Linked DNA regions of Mus musculus: all the other regions are linked to region 1. The links are chromatin contacts, called in public HiChIP or PLAC-seq maps. All regions are on one chromosome and are shown on one strand. Each heading gives the region's core, a stretch centred on a gene start, on an enhancer-like site or on the middle of the called end of the contact. The rest is flanking DNA. Distances are from core to core; before and after follow the strand shown.

Evidence for each region. HiChIP or PLAC-seq counts read pairs in DNA pulled down with a chosen protein or histone mark.
Region 2: a contact with region 1 is called in an H3K27ac HiChIP or PLAC-seq map of epiblast stem cells. The contact joins the promoter of 2610035F20Rik here to the enhancer-like site in region 1. A contact is called at or near these places in 22 of 39 promoter capture datasets (the 3T3-L1 cell line, the HPC-7 cell line, HPC-7-derived erythroid cells and 11 more), 19 of 484 Hi-C or Micro-C datasets (cranial neural crest, differentiating embryonic stem cells, embryonic stem cells and 3 more), 27 of 115 datasets of contacts at active chromatin or transcription factors (craniofacial prominence, embryonic basal ganglia, embryonic brain and 11 more) and 2 of 9 other capture datasets (adipose tissue and liver).
Region 3: an H3K27ac HiChIP or PLAC-seq map of embryonic stem cells shows a contact between it and region 1, with 17 read pairs. The contact joins two enhancer-like sites. A contact is called at or near these places in 3 of 484 Hi-C or Micro-C datasets (embryonic stem cells and nephron progenitors), 13 of 115 datasets of contacts at active chromatin or transcription factors (craniofacial prominence, embryonic basal ganglia, embryonic forebrain and 7 more) and 3 of 9 other capture datasets (adipose tissue, liver and pancreatic islet).

The regions. Positions count from the first base shown.
Region 1 is chr14:122,254,027-122,257,086 of GRCm38.p6, forward strand. The region is part of intron 1 of Clybl (citrate lyase beta like); the gene reads left to right. Among named protein-coding and RNA genes, the nearest start is that of 1700108J01Rik, 22 kb to the left of the region's middle. Within about 2 kb of position 1,640, at least 28 of the 459 cell types and tissues checked have an H3K27ac peak or open chromatin away from gene starts, as enhancers often do. A contact at or near this core is called in differentiating embryonic stem cells, embryonic forebrain, embryonic limb bud and 5 more, where this site is marked.
Region 2 is chr14:122,473,649-122,476,708 of GRCm38.p6, forward strand. It overlaps 2610035F20Rik (RIKEN cDNA 2610035F20 gene), which reads right to left and starts at 1,551. Exons shown (of 5, transcript NR_045046.1): 1 at 1,255-1,551; 2 at 800-954. Zic2 (zinc finger protein of the cerebellum 2) reads left to right here and starts at 1,736. Exons shown (of 3, transcript NM_009574.3): 1 at 1,736-3,060. The coding sequence starts at 2,028.
Region 3 is chr14:122,433,005-122,436,064 of GRCm38.p6, forward strand. The region is part of intron 1 of Gm5089 (predicted gene 5089); the gene reads right to left. Among named protein-coding and RNA genes, the nearest start is that of Gm5089, 17 kb to the right of the region's middle. Within about 2 kb of position 1,472, at least 13 of the 459 cell types and tissues checked have an H3K27ac peak or open chromatin away from gene starts, as enhancers often do. A contact at or near this core is called in embryonic stem cells, where this site is marked.

The DNA of each region.
Region 1 (3,060 bases), core at 390-2,889:
AGAAAGAGGGGAAATCTGAGAGACTGAGGTTCGAGGGCTGAGGCTTGAGATGATAATTGCTGGCTTAGCTTCTGTGGGTGGTGTGGTGTTCGCTGGTCTCATCCACTAAGCCCTGCTGACTTCTTGAATTTCTTCATTAACGGTTAGTCCTAACTGGTTCTCAACCTCCATGACGCTTTGACCCTTTAAACAGTTCTTCATGTAGCAGTGACCCACAACTGTAAAATTATGTTGTCGCTGATTTTGCTATTGTTATGAATCAGAATGTAAATACCTGATATGGAGGATATCTGAGATGGGAAACTCCCAAAGGGGTCTCGACCCACAGGTTGAGAACCTCTGCTTAGGAAGTTCTGTCTCGGGTTTCTCCTCATCAGTTGCCAGAGAGGGGTTTAGGGTAAGGGTGTATTTTGTTTTATGTTAAACAAGCAAACAAAAACTTAAAAGAGGGCTGGTGAGATGGCTCAGTGGGTAAGAGCACCCGACTGCTCTTCCGAAGGTCCAGAGTTCAAATCCCAGCAACCACATGGTGGCTCACAACCATCCATAATGAGATCTGATGCCCTCTTCTGGTGTCTGAAGACAGCTACAGTGTACTTACATATAATCAATAAATAAATTATTAAAAAAAAAAACTTAAAAGAAACACACACAGAGACAAACATCTGTACGTATATTAAAATTAAAAAGACATGTGATTGGGGCTAGAGAGATGGCTTAGAAAAAGCACTGGCTGCTTTTCTGAGTTCAATTCCCAGCAACCACAGGGTGGCTCACAACCGCCTCTAACAGGATCTGATGCCCTCTTCTGTCTGGCACGGAGGAGTACATGCAGACAGAGCACTCATATATATAAAATAAATAAGTAGAAGAATCGCCAGGTGATTAAACTTTTTAAACTTATTTTAAAGCTGGGTGATGGTGGCATACACTTTTAATTCTAGCCCTTGGGAGGCAGAGGCAGGAGAATCTCTATGAGTCCGAGGCCAGCCTGGTCTATAGAGTCAGTTCCAGGGCAGCCAGGGCTGTCTCAGAAAACCAAACCGAACCAAAAAGTAATTTCAATTGGTTTGTGTATTATAATCTCAAAAATAAAAAGCAAAATACAACTTTTATTTATGTATGGGTGTTTTGCCTGCACAAAGTTCTATACATCTCTTGCATACCTAGTGCCAGGGAGGACAGAAGTGGGCATCGGGTCCCCTAAAACTGAAGTTAAAGATGGCCATGAGCCGCCACATGTGTTCTGGGAACAGAATCTGGGTCCTCTGTGTGGCTAACCGCTGAACCATCTGGCCTTTGGGAGAAGTTTTAAAAACACAGATAAACATTCCATAGAACCATTTTTTTTTTTTCTCACCCACATAACATTAGTTGAGGATGAACTCCTGCCAATTTGACTCCCCCAGCTAGGATGACAGAGGCGACCTGGGTAAAGGTACAAACAGGAACCAAGCCCTTGTTCCGTAAAAGCTTAGTGGCCTCAGTAACGAGGGGGCTCAGAAGAGTTCTTTTGAACAGTAACCCCTTAACTCGCCAGCCCTAATAGCTCCAAAGGGTCACTCGTAGAGAGCCCAGGGCTACACCTGCCTTGCATAGATTAGGGCCCGGCTGCAGCTGTCGACATTTGCAAGACTAAGGTGTAGCTGAAGAGGCTGTGGTGCTCAGCGGGGCGCCAGCCTCCTCCAGTTCCTGAGACTGGCATCTAGGATTAAGAGGGCCTTTGCAAGCCAGGCGCAGAAATTGCAAGATGAGGCAGGTAACGATTTCCTGAGTTTTATGTGTTAGACCTTTGGAGGAAAGCGGGAACCTTCCACGGGTCTGCCCTGAATTAGCCGCTCTTTTTTATAATCAGCTCTATGGTGGAGCAGCTGCCAGACTGGCCAACACATCCGTGGGCCAAGACAACAAACAAGGGAGCTTGAGAATATATGGGATGGTCCCTGACAAAGACAAAGGGGGAATGACTTTTTGAAACCCGTAGTTAAGTCGGCATCAGTCTGTGGGTCGGACACGCTTCTTCCTGTAATGTGCGTTCACTTCGTGGAGAATAACAATTAGGATAATTCTTGTGTGTTCTCTACAGGAAGTAGTATACTGCTTGTGAATGGCGGTCTGAATGAGGGGACCATTAAAGGGGTTTTAATAGACTTTTCAGCCGAAAGACATAAGGGACTCTAGTTCTCTTGCCTTAATTGAGAAATACGTTTGCCCGTGTGAGGAGGCTTAATCAAGTTTTCATTCCGTACCTGGTCAGGCTGAAAGTGCTCTTGAATCACTTGGATAAAATGTGTGGTAAAGACTCGTTAGGTCTCTGGGAACGCGAATGTGTGTTTCTCATCTCTCCTGCGGGCACTGAGGATCCCATACCTGGTTTACTGTGTTGGGTTGAATGCGTCTGTTCTCATTTCTAATGAACTTTACCACCAGACTGCTTGATCATGACTAAGCCCAGGAACAATGCAAATGGAATTGCCCCCTGATGGGGAGGAATGGGCCCAGATGGCCCTTAAAAGGTGATAATTAGGAAATATAGCATATCTGAGTAGCTAGAAGGAGAGAAGCTTGTTAAAGACAGTCAATCTGTTTGAAGCGATGGTCGCTCCCTTAATTATATGCATTTTCATTTAGAGTTGCTTTAAAGTAAAATTTTCCCAGGAAAAAATGATCAGTTCCTAGAACCTAGGAACTATGCCTTATACTGTTTCGTATGGTTTTTGACTAATTATTTTTCTTCTTCTTTTTTTTTTTTTTTTTTTTTTTTGTGGTCGTTTCCCAGATCCATGTAACAGACTTGCTGTGTGCTTCAAGAAGCTGTTTAGGTTATTTTAACTCTTATGCTGAAGCAGTAGGGGACTGATTAAACGTGAGAAAAATATTGGTATATATTTGTAAACTGAATTTTTAAAATCAAGATAGTCACAGGGTATTACAGTCTGTGATTTCATATACTTTGTAAGCTTGCCTTAAATGTATTGCCTTCTTGGCAGCGGAACACACTGACACTTTTCAAATATGTCATTAAAATAATTTTGCATATGACAAGTTGGACTTGGTGGA
Region 2 (3,060 bases), core at 301-2,800, 220 kb after region 1:
AGGGGTGAGCTAAGTGCGCCCAGGGGCAGGTGGGGACCACCGCCTGGGATGGGGGCGGTGTATAGACGAATGTCCAGGGAGTGGAAAGAAGGGATAAGTTTGACTATCTGTGTCCACCATCCTTCATCCACGCTTTAACGCCTCAAAGCAAATTGGTCAAGGTGAGAATGGAGAAAGTAGAGTGCCTGTCCAGACTGGGAAAGACCTGTCCTTGTCAGGAAAAGTCTCTTCGCTCCCTCAGGGTCTCGGGCTTGGTGACTCTATAGCTAAGGGTGCTTTGGACTAGAGTTCCCGGATTTTTCGGTGTACTTTGGTAGTGGATGCAATCTCTGGGGAGTTGGTGGCCTCTGACAAAGTATACGGGAGCAGGATCGGGCGGAAGGGGACAAGACCCATAGACCTGGCACCGCGTTAGGCTCGCAGCTGAACTCTTGAATTAGCCGGCTGGTGACGGGAGCCACAGAGCCAGACGCGCGAACGAAACCCTGCATGCTGGCAGGCCCAGTCTATGGGTGCGTTGGGCCGCTGCTGCAGCTGCACAACCCAAGCGGGGCTCAGGGAAGGTGGGGCGGGCTGGGCGAAGGATTGACGAGGCCGTGATGGCCAATAGCGGTTTCTGGAGGGCGGGATGGGCGGGAGTCCCCGTTAAAGGGGCGGTGTGACCAGGAGGCCGAGCCTTGGATAAGGAGGGAGGGATACCCGGGCGGGAGACCCGGCGGGTACGCGGGGGAGGGGAGAGGAAAAGGAGGGGACAAAAAATAAAAAAATAAAAGGCTGCTGCTGCGGCCTCAGCGCCCACCGAAATAAACAGAGGCGGTGGCGAAGGCTGCCCACTGCAGCCGCGAGAGAGGAAGAACTCGTGTTGGCCTCCTAGCATTTGCTTGTGCCGAGGACTTCGCTCTGTCCTCGCTGATGCGAGCACTCATTCCCGGACTAGCGCCCAGAACAGATCGGCTGGAGGAAGGGGGAGAACCAGAGAACACTTTTTTATTGTTGTTATTGTTTTTCAGACTAGCCTCACCCTGCTCCCCTCCCCCTCCTCGCCTTCTCCCCTCCCACAGTCCCCCCCTCCCCTGCTCCTCCCCCTCCCTCCTCCTCCAGCCCAACTTAAAGAAAGAGGGGACGACGCGCCCGTTTCCTTCATCTAGGGGAATTCGTGACCGCTGCAAGTTTACTACTCCGGGCGTCGCCAATGCCAAGCTCGGAGGGCCAAGAGGGCTAAACCCCCGCAGCAACCGCGAAGCCGAACAATACCGGCAGCGCTCTGGGCGGCGTGAGCAAGGCCTCGGGGGAGGGAGCGGCCACCCGAGAGCGCCGTGGACTCGACGCCTAGCCTCCTCCTCCCGGCTGCCCAGCGCCCCTGCGGAGATCAGGTGGAGCGGCGGGTGCGCCAGGCTCTGGGGCTGGCGGAGCTTGTTGCTGTCCGCTCCCTGCCAGCTTGTGTGCGCACAGCCACTGCCCTAGGGCACTGTGGCCCCGCAGCCGCGTTGACTTCATTCGGCGGATGCCGCTGATCTCAGCCAGGCTCCTGGTCCGCCGGCAGTACAAGGCAGCTAGCGAGTGAGTGCGTGCGTGCGTGCGCGCGCGGGGGCGCGCAGGGGTGGGGGCCGCGGCGCTGAGCTCGCCCTCCGGCGGCCCCCCTCTCCTCCGCTCCCCACACCTCCCTCCGCTCCCTCCTCCCGCCCGCCCTCCCCTGCCCTGCCCGCCCGCCCCCGCCGCAGCTCCTTTAATACACTTTGGTTCTCCGCCTGGCTTTGGACTCTTCTCCTCCTCCACCTCCTCCTCCCGCGCCTCCTCCGCCGCCGCCTCCTCTTCCTCTCCGCGCCTTCGCTCGGTGCCCGGCCGCCTGAGGCAGATACAGGCGGCGGCGGCGGGCGCACCAGCCCGGCTCCCGAGACTGCAGTCGCCAGTATTTCCACCGCCGGTTCACGGAGCCGGGCGTCCAGAGGACGCGCCTCGCCGATCCGAAGAGGAAATCCAGGCGGCGGGGTTCACCGGCGCCGGCGGGGCGGCCGGGCGCGCTGGCCATGCTTCTGGACGCGGGGCCGCAGTTCCCGGCCATCGGGGTGGGCAGCTTCGCGCGCCACCACCACCACTCGGCCGCGGCAGCGGCGGCTGCGGCGGCCGAGATGCAGGACCGCGAGCTGAGCCTGGCGGCAGCTCAGAACGGCTTCGTGGACTCGGCCGCGGCGCACATGGGCGCCTTCAAGCTCAACCCCGGGGCACACGAACTGTCTCCTGGTCAGAGTTCGGCGTTCACGTCGCAAGGTCCGGGTGCTTACCCGGGTTCGGCTGCTGCAGCCGCTGCGGCCGCGGCTCTAGGGCCCCACGCCGCACACGTTGGCTCCTATTCGGGGCCTCCCTTTAATTCCACCCGGGACTTCCTGTTCCGCAGCCGGGGCTTCGGGGACTCGGCGCCGGGAGGCGGGCAGCACGGGCTCTTCGGACCCGGCGCCGGCGGCCTTCACCACGCGCACTCGGACGCGCAGGGCCACCTTCTTTTCCCTGGCCTCCCGGAGCAGCACGGGCCGCACGCCTCGCAGAACGTGCTCAATGGGCAAATGCGCCTAGGGCTGCCGGGCGAGGTGTTCGGGCGCTCGGAGCAATACCGCCAAGTGGCCAGCCCGCGGACCGACCCCTACTCGGCGGCGCAGCTCCACAACCAGTACGGCCCTATGAATATGAACATGGGGATGAACATGGCAGCGGCCGCAGCCCACCACCACCATCACCACCACCACCCTGGTGCCTTTTTCCGCTACATGCGGCAGCAGTGCATCAAGCAAGAGCTCATCTGCAAGTGGATCGACCCGGAGCAGCTAAGCAATCCCAAGAAAAGCTGCAACAAAACTTTCAGCACCATGCACGAGCTGGTGACCCACGTCTCTGTGGAGCACGTCGGCGGCCCGGAACAGAGCAACCACGTCTGCTTCTGGGAGGAGTGTCCACGCGAGGGCAAACCCTTTAAGGCCAAATACAAACTGGTCAACCACATCCGCGTGCACACTGGCGAGAAGCCCTTCCCCTGTCCTTTCCCGGGCTGTGGCAAGGTCTTCGCAC
Region 3 (3,060 bases), core at 222-2,721, 180 kb after region 1:
CTCAGTCTTTTGGATGTCTCATAAAACAAAGGAGAAAAGGACCAAAATGTGTGGAACCTACGCTAACTACTTAGAAGAGATTCCTTTTGTCTTAGAAGGCAAACAATACAGACTCAGGTGCCTGGTGGTTGTTAGAAAATTTCCACCAGAGGCCAGAGGGTCACTCTACATAGCTGCACAACTTCCTCTGCATGTATATATAACTTCGATGCATGGTAATTAAAGAAACTGACTTTCCCTTTGCCAAAATGCACTCTGCTTCCCTGGACTACCCGGTCAGATTGTGAGGCACCATAGGAGGAAATGAGCCTGAAACATGCTACTCCCCCTTGCTCTTCTTTCTGTCACAAACCTTTAAACTTATTTTTATATTTCTTATTATAATATATATCATAATGTAACATATAATATACAATATATAATATATATTATATGTATTGTGTATATGTGCCATGATGTGAATGTGAAGGTCAGACAATAACTTTTGGGAATCAGCTCTCCCCTTCCACCATGTGCATCATAGGGACTGAACTCAGGTCACCAGCCTTGACAGCAAGCCCCCTCACTTACTGAGCCATTTTGCTGACCCTAATTATTTCCTGTGTATTATTATGGTTTGTATTTTGAATGTTCTCCCAGAGACTCATGTGTTTGAACATGTACTGGCAATGTCTTAGGAATACTCTGGAAGTGGGGAAGCCGGAGAACGTAGGCCATGAGAGGCAGGCCTCTGAAGCCTGATGATCAGAGTTGGATCCCTGAAACTCACATACAAGTGGAGGGAGAGAACTGAATACACAGTTGTCCCGTATCCATGTTCGTGTTGCGACCTGCACACAGCGACCCCCCACCTCCTACCTCCACCTCATTATGCACATACAGAGTAACAGAAATTTTTTTTTGTTTGTTTGTTTGTTTTTCGTGACAGGATTTCTCTGTATAGCCCTGGCTGTCCTGGAACTCATTTTGTAGACCAGGCTAGCCTCGAACTCAGAAATCCGCCTGCTTCTGCCTCCTGAGTTCTGGGATTAAAGGTGTGCGCCGGGTAACAGAAATTATTATTTTTAACTAAAGAAGCATAACAAAACACACTAAGGTTTAGCATATAAATAATCTTCAATGGCTAAGCTTTCTTATTCAATTCTCAGCTCAGCACAGCCATCACCACCTTTGTTTGGCTCCTCCTTTTACGTGCTCAGCCATCATTACAAGGGTGACTTCCACCTCATAGATGACTGAGCACTTTTTACAAGGGAACAACCAGGCTAAGCTATCTGTCAGGTGGTAGCAAAAGGCAGTGGTTCAGGCTCACCGAGGACTTGTTTCTACCAGTAGATGCCTGGAGAAATGTGCACACCGCTGGGTTTCCAGAAATACAGAGAAAGGATCCGGAAAAGAACCTTTCCCTCGGGCTGGCCGTGCCGCCCCGTGCACATAGGCCTCTTTTATGGAGCTGAGGGCGGTGACGAACAGTCCAGCGAACCAGCTTTCCTGGACCCAGTTATCCCCTCTTCTCTCCACTGCCCATGGTGGTTTATTCCTGTTCGATAGCTAACCCCTTCCCTTCCACCTTCGATGCCCAGTGTAGTTTGTGGTGGGATCTCTGAGGCGCACAAAGTACACTGACTGCGGGGCAGAACCTCGGGACCCAGCTCTAGTCAACAAGAGAACTACCTGGGCGAGGCTGCATTTTTGTGCTTTTTAGAGGATTGACTACAGTTAGCTCACTTCCTCCAAGACCTCTCACACCTCTGCCTCCTTCCCCCTCCTTTAAAGGAAAAATGCCTTTTCACCTTGCCTCCACATCCTACGTGCTGAGGTCACACTTGTGTGGCACCACACCCAGCTTCCAGCTTTCTTATTTTTTATTTATTTAATTCATTTTTTAAATTTAATAATCCAGATTCTTGGCAATCTGACACATTGTGTCCTTACTGCTATTTGCCTACAGGAGATGTGATTATGTAACTGGATTGTACATTATCCAAACAGTACCTTACTGACATATGTTTGAGTTATTTCCAGATTTTAATTACCATAAATCATGCCATGGTGTTGGGAATCAAACCCTAAATCCCTGGCACCCTACCCCCAGCCCTTTCCATTCCTTTTATTCCTGACTTCTCAGAGAATCTGATTTGGGAAGATATAGCAACCTTCTCAGATTAAAAAAAAAAAAAATCTACATTCAGGATGGCAGAACTTGAAACCCAAACAGATCCCTCAACCCTCTCTTGCCACCCATCTAGCGCCCCTTTCCATTGCCCACTATAGAGCTGCTTGCTGAGGGACAAACATAAACCCTATAATCAGGGTCACTCATGTGCACTACATGTGCAGTCAGAGTCACTCATGTGCATTTCATGTGCAGTCAGGATCACTCATGGTGCTACATGTGCAGTCAGGGTCACTCATGTACATTTCATGTGCAGTCAGGATCACTCATGGTGCTACATGTGCAGTCAGGGTCACTCATGTGCATTTCATGTGCAGTCAGGATCACTCATGGTGCTACATGTGCAGTCAGGGTCACTCATGTGCATTTCATGTGCAGTCAGGATCACTCATGGTGCTACATGTGCAGTCAGGGTCACTCATGTGCATTTCATGTATAGTCAGGGTCACTCATGTGCACTACATGTGTAGTCAGGGTCACTCATGTACATTTCATGTGCAGACAGGATCACTCATGTGCATTTCATATGCAGTCAGGGTCACTCATGTGCACTTCATATGCAGTCAGGATACACTCAGTTATTCACTACTTATATCAGAGATGATAAATAATCTGGCATGAAGTAAATTTAATTAAAATTACCTTAATTGAAAAAGCTTGTAGCTCATAAGTAATTTGTACCTATGAACAAAAGCTGTACCATCCAATATGGCCACCAGACACATGCGGCAAATTAATTCAAGTTAAATACATACAACTCAACATATACTACACAATTTCAGTGCTGCTGAGGGCCTCCTCTAGCTCTAGTCATCTAAGCAGCTGCTTTTCTGATGACCTCCTGGGTCTCCTAAAGTATTACTGGAAGCATGACACGGTGGGAG